2 separate regions of the Sus scrofa genome follow, and region 2 is linked to region 1. The links are chromatin contacts, called in public Hi-C maps. All regions are on one chromosome and are shown on one strand. Each heading gives the region's core, a stretch centred on a gene start, on an enhancer-like site or on the middle of the called end of the contact. The rest is flanking DNA. Distances are from core to core; before and after follow the strand shown. Region 1 holds the start of PLEKHF2 (pleckstrin homology domain-containing family F member 2). Region 2 holds the start of INTS8 (integrator complex subunit 8).

Evidence for each region. A called contact is a pair of places that touch in the nucleus more often than the background predicts.
Region 2: a Hi-C map of liver shows a contact between it and region 1, with 4 times the contacts expected there. The contact joins the promoter of INTS8 here to the promoter of PLEKHF2 in region 1. A contact is called at or near these places in 7 of 47 Hi-C or Micro-C datasets (alveolar macrophages, embryonic fibroblasts, fetal skeletal muscle and 4 more) and 1 of 2 datasets of contacts at active chromatin or transcription factors (alveolar macrophages).

The regions. Positions count from the first base shown.
Region 1 is chr4:41,530,633-41,537,505 of Sscrofa11.1, reverse strand. PLEKHF2 (pleckstrin homology domain-containing family F member 2) reads left to right here and starts at 2,574. Exons shown (of 2, transcript XM_021089079.1): 1 at 2,574-2,725.
Region 2 is chr4:41,874,020-41,880,135 of Sscrofa11.1, reverse strand. INTS8 (integrator complex subunit 8) reads left to right here and starts at 1,279. Exons shown (of 28, transcript XM_003125559.5): 1 at 1,279-1,575; 2 at 3,782-3,956. The coding sequence starts at 1,446.

The sequences.
Region 1 (6,873 bases), core at 1,325-3,824:
TCACTTGATTTGAACAAGGTGCCACAGTGTGGGTCTGAATCAGGAGCTGATCCTACTGCCTGAGTGCCTTGTTTTTTTTTCAGCTTTGTCAGTGCTGTCCAATAGAACTTTTATATATCTGCACTGTCCAGTAGTCATGTGACTTTTAAATCTGCACTGTCCAGTAGTCATGTGACCTTTAAGCACTTGAGATGTGGTTGGTGTGACTGAGGAACTAAAATTTTAATTTAAATAATGACTCATGGCTAGTGGCCACTATATTTGTCAATAATCCCCAAACTGGGGTGCACACAGCCCAAGGAGGGTACAGAATATGCAGAGTACAGAAAGAAAACACACAGAGATATATGTTTTAAATCATTATTTCTGATTTTTATATTGTATGTTTTATAGTTAGGCATATCATGATAGGCATATCATTATAAAAATTAATGAACAGAAACCACAATTAATACAGAGGCAGGAGGTCAGAAGAGGGAGCTCTTCAGCCCTATGACAATAGCACTGCCCAGCAGGAAGAAGAAAGCCTTCTTCTTGCTTGGCAAGAGCTCAACCAATGAGAGACTGTCACAACTCAACCAATGAAAAGCCATTATACTTGGAATTTATAATATCTCCAATGGACTCATCGTTTACAATAGCCCTCCCACCTTCTTCTTTCCCTCTTTAAAAGAGTTCTCCTCTCTTTGCAGTGTAGGGACTTGTAGGTGGAATCCACATGGAAGCATACCCTGAATTGCAGTTCTTGGTTGATCCTGAGTAAACCCATTTTTACTGGAGAAATAAATGGCAATCTATTTGTTTTACATCAATATTATAATAGGCGTGTGTGTGTATACACTTTATAATTAATTATATATATTTTAAATTTAACACTCATATAGCCCTTACCATGCACAAGTCACTATACATTACAAATAGTAATAACACTAGGGGGTAGATACTTTAATTACCCTCATTTTACAAATGAAGAAACTAAGGCAAAATTTGGATATGCCCAAGGAAACAGGTAGCTGGTGGCAAAGCTGAATTTGAGTAGTTTGGCTTCTAAGTCCATACGTTTTAGGGTGAGCTAAATAAGTATATTGGGAAATACGAGAGGACAAACTTTTACTGGTAAGTGAGTGACAAAAATGTTTGGTGACTATTGTTCTAGACTAGACTTTAGCCAACCAATCAGACATAGCCATTCCTAATCTCAAAATTGAAAGGGATTTTGGAGATGATGGAGTCCATCCTTTTTTCCACTGACAGATGGTCTTCTGCATGTAGAGGAAGAAGGAACTAAATGAAATTGGGGTAGGGTGATGGTTCAGATGAGAATCCTGGGGACATTTACACTTGTCTTCAGAGACAACTATACCTAACAGATGTAAAGTTTTTCTGGTGGTAATAGTCTACGTTTTCCTATTAAAAAAAAATATCGGTTTTGCAGTTTTTTTCTAGTTACTAATTTTATTTAAAAGACTTGCTTGTTTCTGAGATATGGAAAAAGTGAGGATGGGAGGCTGAATACCTGGAGGGGATCCCAGACCAAAAGAAAGTTCCTGCTTATGTATCCCTAGGTGGGTGCTCTTTTATGTGGCTTGGGTGCGGTGGTTCTAATTCAAGAATAATCAAAGGTAAAATATCCTTGAAATAATAGATCAACGGGAAAGATAAAATTTACCCAAGTCTAATTTCTGCCTATACGCTTTCCGTTTGAAGTGAATATTCTGTCTCCTCCCCCCATTCCTCATCTTAGTCATCTTAAACATCTCTCCACGTATCCGTCAGCTCGCTTAGCTGCGTTATAAATGAAGAAGGGCAGGTTTAACCTTATATGGTATCATTACTGTTTTCAGATGTGTGAAGTTGGATGACGTTTGTGGCGTCAGAGAAAAAGTTTTGGAAAGACCAGAGTTCTAAGTCAGGGAATAAGTCATCCATCACTTAAAAGACTGTATGGGGTATGTGTGTTGTAGCCGCAGCTCCCTCTGTTTCAAGTGGTGGGGTCTTAGGAAAAGCCAGTGGAAGATGTGACAGGCAGGAACGCTGTGCTAAAGTGGGAGTAGCAAACAAAAGTCCGCCCAGCTTTTATTTCCCGGCAGTGGAAAGTTCTTGAGTTCCCCTTACAGGCCAGTTCGGTGGTGTGGGAGAGGGGGCCCAGCCTTCCTTCCGTTCTTCCAGCCTCGCTAAGAACTTCGTGGGCAGATGAACAATCCTTTCCAAGGACTTGCCCGCAGCTAGGCAGCCCAGGTAAGACGTCCCACGTGCGCCCAATCGGCTCCAAGGCGCGCGTTCCCACTGAGCACGGAGGAACCAACCCCAGGCCCTGGCTACCCAGGTGGGTGTGGCTTTCGTGGTGGCTCCGCCCCCTCGAGCTCGTCGCGCGGGGCCGCCCGGGCGGGGCGAGGGAACGGGCAAGAAAGGGCGGGGAGCGAGCGGTGTGGGTGTGCTCGTGCCCGCGCTCGCGGCTGGCGTGTGGGTGGCGGCGCGCCCGTGCGCGCGCAGGGGAGAGGCTGTCCCCGGCGGCCGTTGTGGGGTTCGACTGGAGGGGCGGGAGGGTCACCTGCGAGCGGCTTCGACGCCAGCCCGCCGCGTCTGGATCGCGCCGGCTGCGAAACGCTGTTGGCTGCCCACTCTGGGAGGCTGGGGCGGAGGATCGAGCAGAGTCCGCGCCCGGCGCTCGGGACGAGGAGGAGTCGGACCTTTGCCGCCGCCGCCGCCGTCCGCGCCCGGCCGGGTAGGTGAAGCCGGAGTTGGTTGTCCACCGGCCGCCGGCGGGCGGGGAGAGGAGAAGCGAAACTTTCCGGGCGCTTCCCTCCGCGGTCCCCGGCCGTCGGCGGCGCGGGGAGGTGTCGTCGTCTCGGGCGGCGGCGGCCGACGCCATGTTGGGGTCTGTGAGAAACGGGGCGCTCCCGGCCGCTCCCCTCGCCCTGGGGGAGCCGCGCCCGCTCGCAGGACGCCGCCGCCGCTGCGGGAGGGCTCGGGGGCCGCCCGGGGGGCCGTGCCGGTGCTCGTTCTGTCCTCCGGGCCGCGGGGCGGGGGCCGGGCGGACGCGAAGCGGACCCTGAGATCGGGTGAGAAGTTGGGAGGCGCGGGGACTGGGGTCCCAGTCGTGGCCAATGGCATCTTAGGGCCCCAACATCTCTCTGTCCAAAAAGTTTGCAGGGTCTGGGCATCGCGGACGTTGTAATCTGAACAGCGTATTTTTATGTGATTGGCGGCCAAAAATGGCACCGCAGAATTTACCCTGATAGAAGCGTTGGCTCTAACGTCTTACTTACTTGGAATCTTTTAAAAGTTGTATGGTCTTTTGCCCAATTTATTTTTCCTTTATTTTTTAAATTTTTATTAAAGGCCGAGAGCTGCCTCTTCATGTTGCTTGACTATCCTTGTGCGCCCTTAGGACATTGAAGCAGTAACTTGTGAGTGTGCACTGGAAATCGTGGGTAGTATTAAGGTTACAGATAACCAAGTTCTTCTCTGTAATTCAGAGACTCACAAAGTTTGTAAATCGGTAAATACTTTCTTTGTTGTGTTTCAGTACGTCACTGAAGAACAAATTCAGTAAAGAAGGACTTAGACACGAACATTGAGAGACTCAAAGGCATGTGTTCTGTTTAGAATAAGGTGAAGTGATCTTGACATTGCGAGGTTTCCCCCCTCCTTTTGGTTCCTTAAAGGTGCTTGCCTACTGTGTTTTGAGCATTTAGATTTTTCTGTCCTTTGCGAGCTCATGGGGTCCTCAGGTTAATTCGGTATTAAGGAAAGCTTCTATTTTTAATCTCTTTGGGTCCTCACAGCACTGGAGGTGAATGGTATTAAGTTACTTATTTGGAAAGCACATGTAATCGCCTCAAAAAATAAAACTGGTGTACTGACCAAGGCATCAAAAAAGATTCAGCTTGAATCACCCCAGTAAGTGAATGTAAATTACTAGTTTTAATGAAGGCATTTGAGCTTCCAAATTCTGTTAATGAACTGAAAGGACTTTTTAACTACAAATCAGATAAACCCTTAAACATATCTTGGAGAATTTCTCTTATCAATCTTTAGGTAAAAATATAGCTTCGGCTCAGATTTGATCGCTAATTTCCTTAATTCTAGAAGAAAAAAAAAAACCTTTTTTTCCCCACTGTTAGGTAATTGCCATTATATGTATATATTTTTCTGTATGAAGAGTTACCTACAAATAAAGTGATTTAACTAACTTCAAATCTAACAGCCAAACTGGTATTTAAGTGAGATCTTATGACTGAAGCCTTCTCATTTTTCTTACAGCGTAACTGCAGGATATATAACTCATTCCTGTGGAGTAGTCTCTCTCCACCTTGTTTCGTCTGTTAGCTGCTCTTTCTGATTTTAATTTAGTTTCTCAGTATATCTATTTCCTGGAGTATTTCTTAGGAAATCTCAGTTTATGAGAGTTCATGTACTGAAATTATTCCTCCTAAAATTATTCACTCAAGCCTATAGAAGCTCCTTCTGCCCTGTTCTCCTTACCCCATCCTCTTTTTCTCCCCAAGAATAATTCACCTATCTATCCCATTGCATCCCAGTAAATGTATCTGTCATGGCACCTTCTTGACAGCAGGTTTAGGTCAGGTCTGAGTTGCCTCATCATCCCCAGAACATAGCACATGCTCAGGAAAGGTTTGAATGGATAAATACACATGTGTTTCTTGTAAATACGCTTTATGAATTTCTTGTTAAATTGCACTTTCAGGGGCAGAAGAGTTAAATCTTCTCTAACCACCTTTTTTTTTTTTTTTTTTTTTTGAGAATTTACCTTGGCAACTCATTAATTTTGGTCTGGGGGTACAGAACTTGAATGTTTGTGAAATTTCAGAGTAGATATGGACAGAAGGATAAGCAGCAAAGAAACAACAGCTGTGAGTCAACAAAAGGATAATAATCATAATTTAAAAGTGCATCTGGGAGTTCCTGTCTTGGCTCAGTGGTTAATGAATCTGACTAGGAACCATGAGATTGCAGGTTCAATCCCTGGCCTTGCTCAGTGGGTTAAGGATCCGGCATTGCCGTGAGCTGTGGTGTAGGTCGAAGATGCGGCTCGGATCCCGAGTTGCTTTGACTGTGGCGTAGGCCGGCGGCTAGAACTCTGATTTGACCCCTAGCCTGGGAACCTCCATATGCCACAGGTACGGCGCTAGAAAAGGAAAAAGACAAAAAATAAAAATAAAAAATAAGAAAAATAAAAGTGCCTCTGTATTTAGTGTTTATACTACATGGAAATAGAATTAATGCCTACAAATTTTGAAGGTCATGCTTATATATTTAAGCTTTTTGACAGAACAACTCTGATTTCTCTACCAATAATTATTTTGTTAGAATTTGTCTTAGAATTTTGTTTTAGAATGCCTGGCGTAATGGAAAACATGTGAAAATTGCTTTTCTATTTGTAAGTTTATCTTTGAGAACCAGCTTTGTACACCAGCTGCATGCCTAATAGCAGGGTGTATGTTGGCTTAAGTGAATAAAATGGACTTTGTGGATATACTCTCAGAGGGCTGTTTTAAGTTGTGAAACCTCTCCAGGTGAAGGAGTTCTGTAATTCTGTAATGAAATTACTGTAGAATTTGAGGTTAATCCCCTGCCCCTGTAACTGTCCCTTTAATCAATCCATAAAACCACAAACTGGTGTGCTCAGTTTGGGGGGTCCTGGGAAGAGAATAGAAGGCGGTCAAGTAGTTGCTGTGAGTGCTAGAGAAAGCAAGTTGCAAATTGCTTGTAGGGTGGATTAGAACAACAACAAAAAAACCCAAACCTGAATCCTAGCTCTGCTTCTTACTAGCTTGTGACTCTCAAACAAGTCATTTCACTTCTTTAAGCTTCACTGGACTCATTTGTAAAATGAACATGAAGTATTTGCTTCACAGTGTTGTGAGGATTTACTAAGATGTTTGTGCAAGTACCTGGTACAGGATATTCAGTAAGTTAGCAAATGAGCAGAGTGGCAGTGGATTATAGAATTTTAAAAGGGAAGCAACCTTTAGAAATACCTAGTTCAGTTCTCAGTCTTGGCAGCACATAAGAATTCTGTGAGGAGCTTTTTAAAAATACTGATGCCTGAACCCCGTTCTTGGACAAATCAATCACAATTACTAGGTTTGGAGTCAAAGCACAGGTAGCTTTGCCAGTTTTTTTGTTTGTTTTAATGTACAGTCTGGGTTGAGAACCATTAATTCAATCTCCCATCTCCCTGTTCTCTTCATTTTGTGGTTGAATAAAATACAGAAGGAGGTTAAGTGCCAGCTGAAGAATCCTAGTCGGGTTACAGAGAATGGATTTGCAGCAGCAGAAAGTGAAGTGCAGAGGTTAATGGAACACTTACCTTCATTTCCGACCAGAAAGGCCGCATTTGGAACTAGTGAAGGTCCTGTGACCTTCATCTCCACTTTACATCTAACAGCCTACATGGCTGTCTATATTTTTTTGTTTGTTTTTCTTTTTGGCCACACTCATGGTATGTGGAAGGAAGTTCCTGGGCCAGGGATGGATCCTGCACCACGGCAGTGACTTGAGCCACTGCAGTGACAACACCACATCCTTAACCTGCTGAGCCATAAGGAAACTCCTGGATCACTGTGTTATTTAAGCTTATCATCATTTAAACCTCAGGTCTAAATCTGTGACCAGATGTGGTGACTCAGAGGGCCTGTCTTTCTATTTTTATTTTCCATCACACCTGATAACCAACTTTTTGTCCTCATTGTCACCTCCAGTTCCTCTTAGGCTGTTAGTTTTCTTCCTTTTTTTTTCCCACTCTTGAACCCACCGTATACCATATACCATGAACCAACTGGTATTATGTTGTCTTCCTGTCCTTGACCTTTGCTTTTCATAACTGGTTACTTCTCAACTTGTAAA
Region 2 (6,116 bases), core at 30-2,529, 340 kb before region 1:
ATCTTCCTGTTGATGTTTTATTAATTTAGGTCCTCATGATTTTACTAGTCTAATACATGGTTTCCAAACTGTGTTCTTTAGAGTCTAGGACAGAGTTTCATGAGTCAGAAGAGTGACCCAAGGATGGTTTTTACAGTGAGAAAAGGACTGAGAACAGGACTCTGGGGAACATCAGAATGAAAGAGGCAGGGCAAACTCTAGAAAGAGTATTGTGCAGGAAGAGAATAAGACAATGGTTGCCATTGAAGCACTGATCTACTTCCACTTATGGAGGAGCTACTTCCACTTATTTTTCCTAGAACTTCAAAGCTTTACTTTTTCATTCTGGAAGCCATTGAACTTATCTTCTCTATCCAGTGTTATCGGCCTGAGTAAGTGCAGTGGAAAGACCATCAAAGGCTCAACTTAGTCCCTTGTTTGTTGGGAAACTTTGGACAAATGATCGAACCTGGAACCTTAGTGTCTTCACTGGTTAAAAGACGTATTATGAGGTTGTTTACAGGAGAAAACAAGAATCATGTATATGAAAAAAGCACTATATATTAGCTAACATCTGCCCATGTTTCTAGACATGAGGCCTTGTTTAAAAAGATTACCTGTATTATCAAGTTCTTCCTTAAATTCTTTTCTCAACCCTAAGATTAGGCACTATTATAATTAAGGTTCCGAGAGGCTATAATTTGCACTAATATAGATCGTGTATATAGTCTATGAATTCACTTTTTAAAAAAAACCTTTGTTAATAAAAAGCGCATTACAGAATGGGGGTATATGAAAAATGGGGTTAAAACAATATCTCTAGCTGAGATATCAAGAAAATTAGGCGTTAAATATTGAGTGCTAGTCCTGAGAAACAGCAGAAAAGCTGGATCTCGGGGGTCCGTCAGCTGTCCGAGAAAGGGGGTGGGAACGCTGTTGGCCAAGACCAATAGGGCACATCTGTTGAGAGGACCTAAGTGGGAGGAAATCTTAGCAATGGAAATGGGAAAATTGAAAGCACCGAAAACAAACTTTGCATAGATCACAGTTTCAACCTGCAGTGCTCACTGCCTTTTCCTCAGACGCTGAGAGGCCTATTAATAAGGCTGTTCGTTTCTCTCGCTGAGAATCTCCCAGGGTACCGGGAAAACCCAACCTGCGACCCAACTTATTCTCAAACCATCTCCCATAGCAACCGGAAGGAGGCGTGGTCTGGGGACAGGTACCGCCCTCTTTCTTCAACTCGAACAAGGATTGGCCTGGAGGCGCGGCTGTGGCGCCGGAAGGCGGATCCCGGAGTCCCAGCTACGGCTGGGCTGTGCCGCCATTTTGGATTGTGTGGGTTTCTGGGAAGTTCCGAGTGTTCCTCACACCCCGCGGTTCCGCAGATCACAGGCCCGGGCCCGCGTCCGAGTGTCAGGTTGGAGCCAGGAAGCGTCCCTGGGGGTAGCGGCGGCGGGGGCAGGATGAGCGCGGAGGCGGCGGACCGGGAGGCGGCCACCTCCAGCCGGCCCTGCACCCCGCCGCAAACGTGCTGGTTCGAGTTCTTGCTGGAGGAGTCGCTGCTGGAGAAACATCTGCGCAAGCCCTGCCCGGGTAAGCGCGGCGCCGGCAGCCCGAAGGGAGCGAGACCCGGCCACCGGCGCTGTCCGTGCGGCTCTCACCACCCCGCGCCTTCTCGGCCACGAACCTGTGACCCGGGAGGCGGGGACCAGAGCGGAGCTTTGGCGCGGCCCGCTTAGCTAAGCATTAAACATTCTAGTGCGGGGGCATCGAAGTGGGAGGCCAATGAAAAGGGCAACCCAAAGGCCCTTCCGCATCCCCTTTTACTGTTTGGGTTTTTTTTTTTTAAGTCACCTGCCAGATGGTATAGTGAAAGTTACTTGGGTTAGGAAGGCTGGCTCTTGACAGAACCCGGGACAATTTGGGGAGATGGAGAGAAATCAGCTATTTTGGGTCAGACCCTGATGCCAGGATATATAGTTAACTATTATTAATATATAATTTATGTTAAATATAATTAATATATAATTTATATTACATGTGTATATATGTATTTCAAATTTGGTCTCTGAATCAAAAACGAAGAAATCTTTGAAAGCAGGAACTGCTTTACTTTACAAGATGGTTATTGTATAATGATGATCATGATTAATATCCCAGTTAATGAGTGCTGTTAGGGAAGGTGGAAAACGCCAGGCATTTCTGGAAAGAGGTACCAGCATGAGAAGGTAAGCTCCTGGATGATATTTTGCTGATGAAATTTGAATTCAGATGTGGCTTGTTCAGTCTAATAGCCTGGTCTTAACTGGTGGAGACTACTGTACTTCACTTGGGCAGTTTTACCGCCTATATTATATTGTGTTCTTTGAATTGGTTGCTTTTGACTAACGTTTGTTGAGTGTTTCTGGATGTCAGGCATTAGTCTTAATGCTTCACATATGTTATTTCTTTTTTTCTGTCTTTTGTCTTTTTAGGGCCATACCCGCAGCATATGGAGGTTCCCAGGCTAAGGGTCAAATCGGAGTTCCAGCTGCTGGCCTATGCCACAGCAATGCAGGATCTGAACCAAGTCTGCCATCTACACCACAGCTCAGGGCAACGTCTGATCCTTAACCCACTGAGCAAGGCCAGGGATTGAACCGTGTCCTCATGGATGCTAGTCAGGTCATTAGCCACTGAGCCAGGTGTTATCCTGTGAGGTAGGTGGTGTTATCCTCTATTTTGCATGGAGATAAATGGGTTTGTAGAGGTAACTTGAGGCAGGTCTCACTAATTAGTTAACAGTTCTAACAATGGCATCTCTTTCCTTTAATTGACATTGGTTATTTGTTGAACTGGAAATCTATAGCCATTGTCGTCTTCCTTAAAAGTGCTTTATTCTGCAGGGATCTGTTACCTTTCCTCCTTACACCGTTCCTGATGTTTCACTTGAATCCCCAGGCACCCTTCTTATAAACCATAATCCTTAGATGTCGTAGCTGCACAATGTTTGTGTTTTTTTAAATTGAAGTGTAGTTGATTTACAGTGTTTCAGGTATACAGTAAAGTGATTTATTTGTACATATATATTCTTTTTCAGATTCTTTTCCATTATAGGTTATTGCAAGATATTGAATATAATAGTTCCCTGTGCTACATAGTAGCCCCTTGTTTATCTACTTTATATATAGTAGTGTGTGTCTGTTAATTCTGAATTCCTGACTTATCCCCCCCTTTCCCCTTTGGTAACCATAAGTTTATTCTCAATGTCTGTGAGTCTTTCTGTTTTGTAAATAAATTCATTTGTATCATTTTTTTAGATTCCACTTTGACAGACATTTAGGTTCCTTCCATGTCTTGGCTATTGTACATAATGCTGCTGTGAACATTGGGGGGATATATCTTGTATCTTCTGGAATTGGAGTTTTCCTCTTTCCCAGATATATCCCCAGGAGTGGGATTGCCAGGTTTTATATGGTAACTCTATTTTTAGTTTTTAAAGGCACCGCTGTACTGTTTTTCATAGTGGTTGCACCAGTTTACATTCACACAACAGTGTAGGAGGCTTCCCTTTTCTCCACCCCCTCTCCAGCATTCTTTATTTGTAGACTTTTTTGGTGACGACCATTGTGACTGGTATGAGGTGATACCTCATTGTAGTTTTGATTTGCATTTTACTAGTAGTAATTTGTTGAGCATCTTGTCATGTGTCAGTTGGCCTGTTTGGATTCCTTTTGTGGCCAAAAACCAATACCAAGAATCCTTTTGCAACTTCATAATTAGAACTGAAATTTATGAAGTGTTTTCTTTTAAATCCTAGATCCTGCACCAGTTCAACTTATAGTCCAGTTTTTGGAACAGGCTTCCAAACCTTCAGTTAATGAACAAAACCAAGTTCAACCTCCACCTGATAACAAGAGAAATCGTATTTTAAAGCTACTAGCTCTCAAAGTTGCTGCACATTTGAAGTGGGACTTAGACATCTTAGAGAAAAGGTAAACAGGTTTAAATGAATTTATTTTGAGTACTATTTAGATTCCTTGGTTTAGTTCTGTATATGCTTTTATAATATTGGCCCTTAAAATGAAAGTTATTTTTCTGTGTATTCTTGGTAGAATGTGCAAGGGTTTTTCAAAAGGTATAGGAAAATATTTGACTATTAGTTGAATTTAAATCACTTTTTATTTGTTTATTTATTTTTGGTCTTTTTGCTATTTCTAGGGCCACTCCTGCGGCATATGGAGGGTCCCAGGTTAGGGATCCAATCAGAGCTGCAGCCGCTGGTCTACACCAGAGCCACAGCAACAAGGGATCCGAGCTGCATCTGCAACCTACACCACAGCTCACAGCAACGCCGGATCCTCAACCCACTGAGCAAGGTCAGGGATCGAACCCACAACCTCATGGTTCCTGGTTGGATTCATTAACCACTGAGCCGTAATGGGGACTCCCCTAAATCACTTTTTAAAGAATAGGAGTTCCTGTCATGGCACAGCAGAAGCAAATCCAACTACGAACCCTGAGGTTGAGGGTTTGTTCCCTGGCCTCGCTTAGTGGGTTAAGGATCTGGCATTTCTGTGAACTGTGGTATAGGTCACAGACTTGGCTCAGATCCTACATTGCTGTGGCATAAGCTGGCAGCTGAAGCTCTCATTTGACCCTGGGAACCTCCCTTTATTTAAAGTTAAAAAAAAAAAAAAGAAGAATAAACTTGGTGTTATCAATAACGAGCCAGTTTATTAGTATTTTTTAATGTGATAACTAGAGAAAATCCATACCTAAACAGTTTTAAATGTTCAGTTTACTTTTTACATATCTGAGGAAAATGAATAAAAATTAATGATGGATGTTACATAATATAATGGACCATTCCCTATTGAATAATTCAGTCAGTTTTGCTGGTCATAAGTCAGTCACTACCTCCCAAAGTTTTAGGATCAGTGGTGGTTTACACATAAATATTTGCAAGGGTATGGTTAGAAAATGATTTGTTTCTAGTCCCTTCTACCAGTATAGAATATTTGGGAAAATTTAGAAAATAGGAAATAATTGGGGAGGGGATAAAATTAGTTTTAACATTTATGTAATTTTTGTTGTTTTTCTCCTATTTATTTATTTATTTTTGTCTTTTTGCCATTTCTTGGGCCGCTCCTGTGCCATATGGAGTTTCCCAGGCTAGGGGTCCAATCAGAGCTGTAGCCACCGGCCTACACCACAGCCACAGCAGTGCAGGATCCAAGCCATGTCTGTGACCTACACCAAGCTCATGGCCACGCCAGATCCTTAACCCACTGAGCAAGGCCAGGGACCGAACCCGCAACCTCATGGTTCCTAGTCGATTCGTTAACCGCTGCGCCACAATGGGAACGCCTCTCCTATTTATTTTAATTTAATTTAATTTTATTTAAAAAATTTTTATGGCTGTACCCGAGGCATATCGAAATTCCTGGGGCCACGGATTGAATCCAAGTTGTAGTTGCAACCTTTGCTGCAGCTGTGGCAACACTGGATCCTTTAACCCACTGCCCTGGGATGGGAACATAACCTGCATCTCTGCAGCAACTGCTGAATTCAGATTCTTAACCCATTGTGCCACAGCGGGAACTCCTTATATACTGTTTTGATTTCTGTTTTATTTCATGTAGAGGGATATCATGATATTATGAACACCCCCCCTTTTGAGATTATTTCTTCATATAGATAATATTAACTCTTCCTCCATTGACAGTTTTTCTCTAGTTTTTTACTTTTATATACCACAGAGCCTTTTTGTTAATAAATTTTATCTGAATTTTGAGTTACATAATCAGATGGCTGGGTTAAGGGGTATAAACATTTTTAAGAAGTAGTGTTAGTTTATACTCTCACTAGTGGTATTTAAACAGTCCTTTTTCCACCATACCTACTGCAGCATTAAATATTAGAATTAAAAAAAAGTTTTAGGAGTTCCTGTCATGGCTCAGTGGTTAATGAATCTGACTAGGAACCATGAGGTTGCAGGTTCCATCCCTGGCCTTGCTCAGTGGGTTAAGGATCTGGCATTGCCGTGAGCTGTGGTGTAGGTTGCAGACAAGGCTCAGATCTGGCGTTGCCGTGGCTGTGGCATAGGCCGGCAGCTACAGCTCCGATTAGACCCCTAGCCTGGGAACCTCCAT